2 separate regions of the Mus musculus genome follow, and region 2 is linked to region 1. A link is a contact called in public ChIA-PET data. All regions are on one chromosome and are shown on one strand. The core of a region is the stretch at or near the end of the contact, and the rest is flanking DNA. Distances in the headings are between cores, read along the strand shown.

Region 1 (6,201 bases), core at 1,205-3,704:
TAGAGGAGGGAGGGGTTCAAAAGTGTATTATTACCTTTGAATGACAATGTCCCTATGAAACTGAGTACTATATATAATGAATATGTGCCAACTAAAATGTGATTACATTTAGACTTGTCACTTTACAAAGGTCTCAGGCCACATATCCTTTGATGGAAAGCATTTTATTTCCACTCTAAATCACTCTGTGAAAACCTGAGTAGACGGTAACCTTCCTCAAGATCACCAGGGGTGTGTGTGCTGGGACAGCTCAGTCACACAAACTGTGGCTCTTCCACCCCAACCCTGGTGCACTGGGGACTCCGTGTCAGTGAAAGTCCTCGCTCTCTCTCTCTCTCTCTCTCTTTTGGTTTTTCGAGACAGGGTTTCTCTGTATAGCCCTGGCTGTCCTGGAACTCACTTTGTAGACCAGACTGGCCTCGAACTCAGAAATCCGCCTGCCTCTGCCTCCCAAGTGCTGGGATTAAAGGTGTGCGCCACCACGCCTGGCTCCTTGTTCTCTTTTACAATCAACAGCATTCTACTGATGACTTGAAATTGGCCAAGGAGATTAAGATAGATGGATGGATGGATGGATGGATGGATGGATGGATGGACGGGCGGACAGACAGATAGCTGGAAAGACAGATATCCTACAAAACACAGAAAGACTAATAAACTCTTATGTTGACTATGAAAGCTGTAAGAAACTTCCAGAAGAAATATTGAAAATGTAGAATAACTGAAGTGTGCTGTGTGTCCATAGCTGTTCTGCTGAGGAAACATTTTTCTAGTATTTAGAGACTAGATCTGATTCAGAAAGTCACTCATGTCATAACAAATGAGCGACGCTCCACTCTGTCCTCTTCACTAACATACAAGATGTCAAGTAGGTTCAGGCCAGAAGGGTACAACCTGTCAGTACTATGAAGAGTGTGCTACAGACTTGAGAGTTCAGTAAAAACTAACTGAATTAATCGGACATGTGCATCTTTCTGTGTCCAGCCTAAGAGTGAATACACAGAATTAACCATCTGGGCCAAATGCTTTCCTCTAATTATCTACTGTGGCAGCTTAGGGGGTCATAGTTTTCCAGAAATCAATAGCAAATTTAAAATACAAATTATGGGAATAGAGAGATGTCTCATAGGTTAAAAGCACTTGCTGCTCTTGAAGAGGACCTGAGTTTGGTTTCTAGTACCCATCTGGAGGCTCATAACCATTGCTAACTCTAGTTCCAGGGAATGTGATGCCCTCTTCTAACCTCTGCAGGAACCAGGCATGTATGTAGTACATATAAGTAGGCAAGACACTCATACACATAAAATTAAAAATCCTTAAAGATACAAACTACAAATATTTGCAATACTCACTGGGTGACAAGAATTTCTTTGAGCTTCTAGCTATCCCTGCTGAGTCTATTGTTAGACATGTTCCTTTTAAAACTCATGGTTTTTTCTGCTCACTCAATTCCCAGTTCCCCACTCAGAGGGCAGAGTCACTTTAGCAGTGGCATCAGTTACTGGATCCGCTTACTAGATGATGTCCACTCAAGTGGACAGGGTGGTGTGCTGGTCAGTGTTTAGCAACTGCTTTGGGACATGGCGCTATGCACGTGTGTGCTATGTTTCAATTTTAATGACATAAAGGATTCATAGAACATAATTTAAATATATAGTTGTCATAAATCCTGTATGTACAATTATTACAGAATATTTTTGCTGATATTTGCCAAAATTATGTATCAGTAAAACCAACTCAGGCTTGCAAGTGAAGAATGAATGTGCACACAGAAGTTGGTTACACTGAGAGGTCCAGATGGTAAACACATAGGCTTGTGGCACACTCACTATCTGTCACACCTAGTCCTGTCTGCCGAGGCAGCATCAAGGCTGCACAGACAATACATAAATAAATGGACACAGGTAGGCTCCAATCAAGCCCATTCCACAGAACCAGGAGCTCTGCTGATCTCTTGAGGCTGAAGCAAAATAAATCTGGCGCGTGCCAGAACTGCACTTAACGCCAATAACAGGGACGAGTTCTTTGGCTGCAGAACGCTGAAAGGATATTCCTCATGACTTATAATCAAACAGCTACAGACAGGACTCATTTTGGAGCCCCATCTGCAGGTTCCATAGTTTCACCATCACTGTTTCAAATCAGCAGAAGAATAAAGCAGACCGTGATGTGTTCGCACTTGCGGCCTTCTGGGCCGCGAAGCCTCCCACCGTGGCCAGTTTGAACCTGGCAGTAAGCTATGCAGCTGAGAACAGCTGAGAACAGACAGCCATGAAGCACTCTCTCACACAGTACAGTAAGCTTAACCAGAAAAGAACCGAGAGGCGATGGGGTGTGGGCATCTTGCTTTTAGTATAACTTATTTAAGTTTACATGACTTTTAACAAGGACTGTGCTTTACAACCAGCCCACAACTTCCTGAAGTCTTGACAGTAGTCGTCAGTGAGCCAGCAAGACTTTGTAAGAGAGTGGGAGGCAGCTCCTGCAGAGCACTAGTCGCACACGGCAGAGTCAGGGCTATCTCAGCACTCGGTGGACAGCAACAGCTGTGCTAGACTGACACTCATCAAATTTCTTTTCTTTTTCTTTTTTCTTTTTCTGGTTTCTTGAGACAGGGTTTCTCTATGGAGCCCCAGTTGTACTGGAACTCCCCCTGTAGACCAGATTAGTCTCAAACTCAAGAGAACTATCTCCCTCTGACTCCTGAGTGTGCCACCATGACCATCAAATGTCTTTAAGTCTATGGATCAGGATGATTTAAAAATGGGCACAACTAGTTAGTCGGTGGTTACCTACAATAAGCCAAGGAATCATTTTATTATAGTAACGATGATGGAACAGAAAAGCCACTCATTAGTTCTTTTGTAAATATACTACTACCAAGTCCCCAGAGTACATGAAAGGACATTCTCTTTAGAGAAGCAGCAGCTAATAAAGGCGTGAGCTGCCATTATTTACAACCTGTACTGACTTCATGACTGGATGGATGTCTGCTGAAATCACACACTCCCAATCTACAACAGCCTCCACTAAGCCATTGAACCTGACATTTGAAGGTTTTGGAACCACCATGAATGTACAGGATACAGAAGACCATGTAAAACACACCTGTTGGGGCACTGTAAGTGAACTGCAGAGTGGAAAGACCCGTGGAGGCCAAACAATCCAGACCCTGCAGCAAATATGCAGACATAAAGAGGAAAGAGATAAAAGGGAGGGGATAGGAAGAGAGGAAAAGAAACAAACTCATTCCAACGGAGAGATCCTAAGAGTTTGACTGGAACAGACAGTTATATACGCCCATGCTTACCCCACTTATCAGTTACCTGATGCCATCCGTGGGGAGTTAATCCTAAGCACATGGCAACAGGACTGTACGACTGCTAACACAGTTCTCATCCTGTAGAGTTATATGCTTCCATGCTTCTGATGAATGACGACTGGACATGCTAGTACACACCTGCAACCCCAGGACTTGGGAGACAGCAGGCTAGAGGCCAAGCTGTGCTCCATTAGGCCCTAGCTTAAAACAAAACAAAAAATTATGAAGAGATAACATGAGGCTGGACGCTTTCTTCAAGGCAGCCCGGAAAGAGAAGAAATGAATGAGCGTATAGTGAGCAGGACTGGCGGACAGATATAGGAAGCTATCTAGTCTAATCCCTTTACTTTTGTATTTGGAATTTTAAAAATATTAAAGTGCTTCCATCTCTCTCAGTGAGGATGAGTCAGATATCCACCTGGCCTCTAGTGAGGACCTTTGTACTTCCTCTGGACCTGTCTCCTAACACTGTCACCATCCATCATGTCCCAGTCTTATTGACCCCTGTGTACTCCCCCGACACCCAAGGCATGCCCCCTTTTGGGGCCTTGCATTAGAGTTCCTTCTATGTGCTGTCTCTTCCCCAGATGCCTTGAATTGCTCTTTTAAATGTATGCTCAATGAACCTTTCACAATATGCCATGACTTTACATAATTGAAAATTTCTTGATTTATTTTTGTTTTAAATGTATGTGTTTTGCCTCTATGGATGCATACGCCTCTGTGTATGTATATATGTGCACAACACGGGTGCTTGGTGCTCTTAGAGGTCAAAGGAACGTATCTGATCTGCTGAAATTAGTGGTTAATTATTGATTGATATGAATGATTGTGACCCACCCTATGGGTACTGGGAACTGAACCCAGGTCCTTTGCAACAGTAAGAACTGTTAACCACTGAGCTATCTTTCTAGCCCCAATGTAATTTTAACCAACGCTTCTTCTATCCACCTAGCGTTTTCAATTCCCATCTACAATGTTCTACTAAATGTCCTTTAGCATTTATTGTAAATATACCATATAATTTATTTATTATATGCTTATTATTTCTTGTTTGTTCCACACATGAACCTGTAAACATAAAAGTGGGGATTTCTCTGTTTCTGGACAAAATACTTCTATATTTTGTGTGTTTGCAATACTTCTTGATACATAAAATCAGAGAACAAGGACAACAACAAAGGTGGTGTGTGGGCACAATGGACAATATTAAGCACCCCTCCTTAGATCCTACAACAAAGTATCTAAGGCAGAAAGGCTTTACAAAGTATCCGAGGCAGGTACTTTATAAAGAGAAGAGGCTATTGGTTCACAATTGCAGAGGCTCAAAGTTGCAGCTCCAGGCATGGGGTGGTGAGGACTCTGGGGACACCTGTTCTGACTCTGCTGAGGATCCTGACAGCACAGTGGCAGGAGCCCATGTGCGAGAAAGCTATTTTATCTTTATGTTCTGAGATAGCATCTCACTTTGCAGCCTAGGCTGGCCTCAAAATCCTCTTCCTCTTCTGCCCCATCTTTCTGGGTGGTGGGATATAGTGTGGAACACCAAGCCCAGAAGGCAGATTACATCTTGAAATAGAAAGCCATGGTTGGATTCAGTAGCCAGCCCCATTCCAAACAACTCCCTCAAAAGAACCTGGGATCCCAGGAGAGCTAACTTAATCCCTTCTGAGGGCAGTGCCCTAAATGATCTAAGGACTTCTCACTTACCCCGCACTGGGAACCCAGCTTCCAACCCATAACCCTATGTTTGTGAGAGAAAAACCACAGCCTACCACAGTTTGAACACAGACAAACTTCCCTAAGGCACTGAGCCCACTATCACTGACATAGCAGTCTGGGGAAATTAGGAATTTAACCTCCAAGTTAAACTTTTATCTCTAAGTATTAGCAAATTTACTGCAGGGCTGGTGTGTTAGCATCAGACTTAGCTTTCTGTATGCTGTGGATTTTGCCTTCCACAGACTGAGAGGAGTAATTTTCTACCAGTACGGAATAAAGTGAGAGCAGCACCTCCTCCCCCCTGAAAGGCCAACCAGAAGGTGTGTGTTTCATACCCCCACCTCGCTGAGGACAGAAAAGCACGGAGTTACTGCCGACTGACTTACCCTGAGCTAGCAAGAGTGGTGCAATTGGGATGGGGCTCCACACTTGGTAAAGCCTATAGCTGTTCCCTCAATGGATCTTAACTATCCTTGTAATCCCTGATCCATTACATACACTCCATTCATGGAACAGCACACATAGAAACATATTCTAACTACAGAAAGAAAAAAGCCAGAAACTGAGAAAGAGTTCTTTAGAGTTCAACTGCCTCAATTCAAACCTCAGACTCTCCCCAGTTACTAAGGTCTGATCTTAAAAGTTGTTATTATCCTATGTCTCATTTGATTACCCATTAAATGAAACTCTCGTAGTTTCTTTTACAGTTGCTGTGATAAATACTCCGACCAAAGAAACTGAAGAGTACAAGAGCTTACTTTTAGCTCAAAGTTCTAAGCACAGTCCACAGTGGCAAACAGCTGGGGAACCTGGCCACATCGAATCCAGTCAAGAAGATGATATCCTGCCACATCCTTCCTTAGTTTTCTCCCTCCGCATCTGTCAATCCAAGAAACAGTTCCTACCTACCATTAAGGGGGCCCTTCCCATATCAATTAGCACAAGCAAGGTAATCTTCCATGTATATGCCCAAAGAGCCACTGCTGAGGTGATTCCAGACACCATGAAGTTGACAATTAGCACTTGTTATCACAGACGTTATCATTTACTTTGTGGTTATTATGAAGAATAAATGAATTTGTGTGAGCCAGGCTTGCTGGCACAGGTCAGTAATTGTAGCTTCTCAGGAGACTATGCTAGAGGGTTATAAATGTAAG
Region 2 (6,201 bases), core at 1,808-4,307, 56 kb after region 1:
AGTGTCAATGTCAAGAGGAGAACATGGTATCAAGCGGGGCAGGGGAATGGCTCTGAGTGGTGGGCACGGATATGAACTCTCCATACTTTATGTTCAATATCATACAATTCTAAAACTACGCTGGAAATGAGTTTTTCCTCTTAATTATAATTTTCAAATGCAGATTAGAGAATGATGGATCTTTGTATCTCAGTATTGCTGTTAGGCATTTAAAAATCTAAGAATAATATAATATAGCTTAAAACCAAAAACAGTTGTTTTAAAAGTCCCGTCTCTTGGCTTATAAATTGGGGTGTGCAACACTGGGGTACAGCCTTTGCCTGTCATGTTCAAACCCTGAGGTGAGTCTCTAGCACCAGAAAAAATTAAAAGCTAACCAAACAAACAAAAAAAAAAAACCCAAAATCAAACTTTTGATTTGCATAGGCATAGAGAAAGAAAAATAAGAAGAAATAGAGTATATAGAAAATACTAGGTTTGGTTGTAAAAATATAGAAAAGATCAAAGATGGAATATGTGACAAACTATTTCAGCATACCAGCTATTGGACACAGAGACCATTCTATTAATCCCTTCTAGAAATGGCACAACAAAGGCAACACCATTTGAGCTTTGTTTCTTTTTCTATTTTTTCCTTTCCTTAATGCTCCACATGTAGCTAGAAAACCTGGTTTTAGGCACAAGCTTCGCTTGGACTGACACAGGCTCCCATGGAACGTTATGCAGACGGTTCTGAGTTGCACACCCGCCCTCTAACTCTCCGTGCAGTGTATACTTTAAGAGCAGTTATGGTTCTCCTTCCTCTAGCTCAAGACAACTGTCTACACCACAGCTCCATCACTGAATGGCCATGAGGTACCTGACTGCTCACAAATGTTAAAAATATTATGGGGGAAATAGAAATATGGAGTACTGAGTCAAAGGCCAACTTTTAGAGGTTGGCTCTCTCCTTCAATTGCATGTCCAGGGAGCTAGAGCCAGACTCAGGATGGCAAGAGTGAACCTCTCGAGCCTTTAGGGCTAATTTACTTTAATGAACTCCACTCTGAGAAGCTACTGCACCATGTCCCGACTCATCCTCTGGAGGCTGGTACAGAAACCTGCCCTACCCACCATGCTGATGGAGAAGCAAGTGGACTGTGAGAAAGTATCAGCATCTTCTTTGATCATACAGTGTTATTTGAAGACTTCAAGTCGGTAGAGGAAGGAGTTAGACTTGATGCCTATGAACGAATCAGCAGTCTGGAAGGAATGCTGGGAGTGTGTGATGCTACATAGTGTAGAGTTAAGGAAAACACCCAACTAGCTAACTAGTGAACACCTAACCAGCTAATACCTAGCTAACTCTCAAGAAAACATTGGAAGCGTATCAAATTCTGACAGTGGCCTCACTACACTTGACAAAAGAATAGTCTTTTCACACATTGTATACACAAACACGGGAGACAGCTGATGTTTGCTGAGGACCACTGGATGCCAACAAAGACCCTTCACATCTTATCACCTAAGAAGTGCCAACTGGTGCAGGGCAGGCACTCCACAAATATCTACTGGCTGAAGGAGACACAACTGAGAATGCAACTGTTATTGACCTCCATATAAGTAACTCAAGCTGACTTCCAAGGTTAATCTAACAACATCTGAACGAACACACACACACACACACACACACACACACACACACATTCTCTGGAACTCCTTTTGCAGACTAGGCTGGCCCAGAACTCAGACACCCACCTGCCTCTGCATCCTGAGTTGCTGAGATCAAAGGTGTGCACCACCAACATTCTTCCAATACATAGTTCATATCTATCGTATTTAATTGCCTCACTACTTTGGAGTCTTAGCATATTGCTACAAATTCTTTGCTTAATGAAAGAACTATTTCAACTAGTTCTTGGCAGTTCTCTAACCTAGGTTACAAAACCCTAGTTCAGTGCTGGAGCGCCTTAATAATCCTCTGTACCATAAAAACAAGGAACCACTAAAACACTGTCCACAGTTAACAATCTCCTTAGCACCAGTTCTTCTAGCAGTCTAGCTTCAAAGTAGTTCATGTTATTATACAACGTCACCCATAAGTCACGTTTTACCTGACCTTCCCTGGGCATTCTAATATACAACTATTTTATTTTGCACAGAGGATTAGTATTTAAAGTCGCCCAACCTTATGGTATCCCTTTATCAAATGGAGGCTAACAAATGTAACTGTATTAAGGCCTCCTCCTCCTACCGAGGGACCTTGGGACAGTTTTATGACCTTGCAGAGATTGTACTTCAACACGAGGGCATGATGACAATGGCAATGTCTTTCTCTTCCTCATCGGCAGATTTTTTTAAACCCCTTTAGCACCAAGGCGACCAGCAGGTTCAGGCGGGGGCTGATTTTGAGTTCCTTCGTTTCTCCAGTACCCAGCAAAGAGTCGGATGGCTACACAGTGAATGCCTTACCAAAGAGCTCAAGCAAGCCATCACACCTTAAAGGGTCACGCTGCTCCCCCGTGCAGTGTTTCACAGGGCTTCAAAGCCAAAAGTTACAACCAAACGTTCCCCGGTCGCCCCTTCACCTTCAGGGCCTTTCTAAAGACTTTGCAAGCTGTGCTCCCGGGTACGGAGCGGAAGTACGGAGTTGATCGAAACCCAGATGGCTCCAAAGCTCAACCCGAATCCCGTCCGGGTCCCGAGGTCCCGGATGGCCGTTCCAGTCTCAGGGGATCAGACCGTGACCTTGTTCTCTTTGACCCCTACCAGGGGTCCGGCACGCAACCTTCCAGCTCTGCAGACATCCCCGCGGCCTGAGCTGGGGCCTTCTTCCGCCAGGAGTGAGCATGCAGCTCCATCCCTCCTGCCTCGCAGCAAGCCCGAGCCCCCGCATCCCTCCCGATGTGGTCCTACCATTGCGGCTGCACGGCGCAGGCCGACAGCCCGACAACGCTCGCCCGCGAGAACATGGTGGAGCCTTGAAGGTCGGGCAGACGGGACTCAGTGCGCGTGCGCGGGAGCTCAGGCGCCCCGGCCCGCTCCGCCTGCGTCCTCGGTCTCGCTAAATCTCGTGAGCGCCGAAGCCGCGAGTTCCCTGGCCCCACCCATTTCCTGCTGTCAATTTCGGTCCCGCCTGTCCCCGCGCTGAGCCAGTTCCGCTTCCGACCGCTTTGTAGTTGTAGCGCTCAGGGTCGCCATGGGCAAGTCGGATTTTCTGAGCCCCAAGGCCATCGCCAATAGAATTAAGTCCAAAGGGCTCCAGAAGCTTCGCTGGTACTGCCAGATGTGCCAAAAGCAATGCCGCGACGAGGTAAGTGACTCAGGCTGGCCGCGACCCCTCCCTCGGCTTGGAGCCCTCTCCGGCGCAGTCTTCCCCAGCTCGGCGCGAAGCCCTCCAGCTCCACGAGAAGTGGTCGCAGACAAGCACTCACTGATCGCTTACAATCGCTAGGCTGAGCACTGAGGTTTTACATTTAGACTTCCCTGGTGGGGTCGGTCGGTCAAGACGAGGAACTCAAGTTGCTCCGCTTAATAGTGACATGGGCTTGGCCACTACTGGTAAAGTAGAGGTAATAGTTGTACCCACCGGCAAGATTGTCGCCGAGTTTTTTCATGGAGAGAAGAACTCTCCATGACATAAATGCTTCATTCCCGACTTGCTACTGCTATCCTATAGTTTCAGTATGTGGGTTCCCAAAGGTACAGGCGTGCAGTCCATCGCACCTAGGAGTGACCGCTAAGTGTTTTTCCATATTTGCTTACATCATATAGTAAATTATATAAATATATGAATATCAGTATACCTTCACCCTTGAAGACTTAATTGTGTAATCAACATAACAAGTAATCGTATTATCTTTTCAATTAATGCCAAAATGCCACCAATATAACAGAACTAATAAAAATTCTTGTACATTATCTGATACATATTTTTGTTTTAGAGACAGTATCTCAGTATGTAACTTTGGCTGGTCTGGACCTCACCAGGCTGGCCAAAAAACGAGATAGACCTGCCTCTGCTTCCCAAGTGCTGGTTGATATCAGAGATATACACCACCCTACTTTATATTAATACTTTCTTGGTAGTCTTGTGGTGGCGATGGGGACCAGAGAGGTTGTTTATTAAGCAGTGCTACAAGTTTTGTTTAATGTCTTATGTATGCCTGGCAAATGCTCTACCACTGAGCCCTCATGCACTGCGTCATATTTCTGTTATCTTATTTTGGTGTATGTGTTTATGCATGTGTGCATGCTGCACCAAACAGATACATCCATACGGAGATCAAAGGGCCACATGTAAATGGTTATTTCCTTCCAGCTTGAGGGTCCTGGGATTGAAGTCATGTTGTCACATCTGGCACCAAGCGCCTTTAGCCACTGAGCCATCTTACTGACCTTATGCCACCTTCTTAGTAAGTCATCACAGACTGAACCCAGTCCCACTGCCACTGACTGGATTGCAAAACTCTGTGCATGTTATTGTTTTTCTAAGACAGGGTTTCTCTGTGTGGCCCTGGCTGTCCTGGAACTTGCTCAGTGAACCAGGCCCAGGCTGGTTTTGAACTCATAGATATCTGTCTCTGCCTTTTTAGTGCTGGGACTAAAGGTGTGCAACGCCATTGTCCAGCTTCAAAACTCTGACTTACTTACACTCATTTCTTTCTTATTTATTGTTTCTTTTGTTTTTTGCGATAGGGTTTCTCAGTGTAGCCCTGGCTGTCATGGAACTCTCTCTGTAGACCAGGCTGGCCTCGACCTTCCAAATGCTGGGATTAATGGTGTGCTCCATCACCACTCAGCTCAGTTCTTTTTTTTTTTTTAAATATTTGTTTATTTATTATATGTAAGTACACTGTAGCTGTCTTCAGACACTCCAGAAGAGGGCGTCAGATCTCATTACAGATGGTTGTGAGCCACCATGTGGTTGCTGGGACTTGAACTCAGGACCTTAGCAAGAGCAGTCGATGCTCTTAACCGCTGAGCCATCTCACCAGCCTCAGCTCAGTTCTTAACCTTTTAGTTATCCATGGACCATCTACAATTTTTGCCTAATTTGTGCACTGCCTGAAAGAAATGATCAAGTTTTACTTTAAAAGAAATTTGGTATCAAAGACCAGTATTGCTTTTCATAAATTAAAATATGGATCAAAATGAAACCAAAATATTATTCAATTCTAGAAACCTAATGGATTGGAAGGGGTGGAGGGGATATCATGGCTCTGGCCTTCCTTCCTGTCAGTTTTCCCAGTATTTCAAGATGGGGACAGAAAAGGGAACATGTAAGAGCCACGCCCTCCTTCCCTTGAGTAGGGAAGGCAGGGAATGTACCTGAGGCCAGCCAGCCAGAATCAGCATCCCTACCAAGAAAACACAATAAACAGACCTGCTCATGTGTCCTCTTCTCATGAGAACTTATGTTCAGAAGAACATTTGAGGATGGTGGAATGGGTGACAGATGTGGTGGCACACACCTGAAATCACTGCACTTCACAGACAGAGACAGGAAGTCTCAAGTTTCAGACCTGACGCTGCAGTTTAAGGCTTATGCCCCCATGTCCACCTCATTACTTCCTGGTTTAAAAAGTGTTTTTCAACTATTTTCCCCCTCTTGCTAGTTTCCTTCTAACTCCCAGGACAGAGTCCTTTTTCAATATTGCTTTGTAACCTTTAACATTTTTTTGGTTTTTTGGTTTTTTTTTTTGTTTGTTTGTTTGTTTGGTTTTTTTTGAGACAGGGTTTCTCTAAGTAGCCCTGGCTGTCCTGGAACTCACTCTGTAGACCAGGCTGGGCTCGAACTCAGAAATCCGCCTGCCTCTGCCTCCCGAGTGCTGGGATTAAAGGCGTGCACCACCACGCCCGACAACCTTTAACGTTTTTCATGAATCTTAGCACTGTGAGACCCTGAGGATTTCCTTCCATGGCACAGGATGAAACATGGGACCACTCATTAATTGATCTTTCCCAAAATGTGTACCCTGAGCCTAACTAACTTTCAGAATTACAAGAACTAGAGAAAGAAGGCAGAAGGAAACCATTCACCACCATGAGGGTGCAGTTCACAGCTATGCGGCATTGGCCGGCCTCTCTGAGGCAGTGCTTAGGCAGGAAGGCTGGTTACGTTTAATATGTGTGCCAGAGTGTCTGGTTGTGTGTGCACACTTGCTCGCCCATGGAAGCCAGAAGAGTGTAAGTGTGTCTATGTGTGTGTGTGTGTGGGGG

What was found. ChIA-PET counts read pairs in DNA pulled down with a chosen protein or histone mark.
Region 2: an RNA polymerase II ChIA-PET map of memory CD8 T cells shows a contact between it and region 1, with 6 read pairs. The contact joins the promoter of Atp5c1 here to the enhancer-like site in region 1. A contact is called at or near these places in 2 of 484 Hi-C or Micro-C datasets (germinal center B cells and nephron progenitors), 5 of 115 datasets of contacts at active chromatin or transcription factors (the SCID.adh cell line, embryonic stem cells, heart atrium and 1 more) and 3 of 9 other capture datasets (adipose tissue, embryonic stem cells and liver).

What each region holds. Positions count from the first base shown.
Region 1 is chr2:10,022,042-10,028,242 of GRCm38.p6, forward strand. The region is part of intron 2 of Taf3 (TATA-box binding protein associated factor 3); the gene reads right to left. Among named protein-coding and RNA genes, the nearest start is that of Taf3, 23 kb to the right of the region's middle. Within about 2 kb of position 2,455, at least 11 of the 459 cell types and tissues checked have an H3K27ac peak or open chromatin away from gene starts, as enhancers often do. A contact at or near this core is called in the SCID.adh cell line and memory CD8 T cells, where this site is marked.
Region 2 is chr2:10,077,453-10,083,653 of GRCm38.p6, forward strand. It overlaps Atp5c1 (ATP synthase, H+ transporting, mitochondrial F1 complex, gamma polypeptide 1), which reads right to left and starts at 3,058. Exons shown (of 10, transcript NM_020615.4): 1 at 2,896-3,058. The coding sequence starts at 2,951. Kin (Kin17 DNA and RNA binding protein) reads left to right here and starts at 3,160. Exons shown (of 5, transcript NM_025280.2): 1 at 3,160-3,292. The coding sequence starts at 3,179.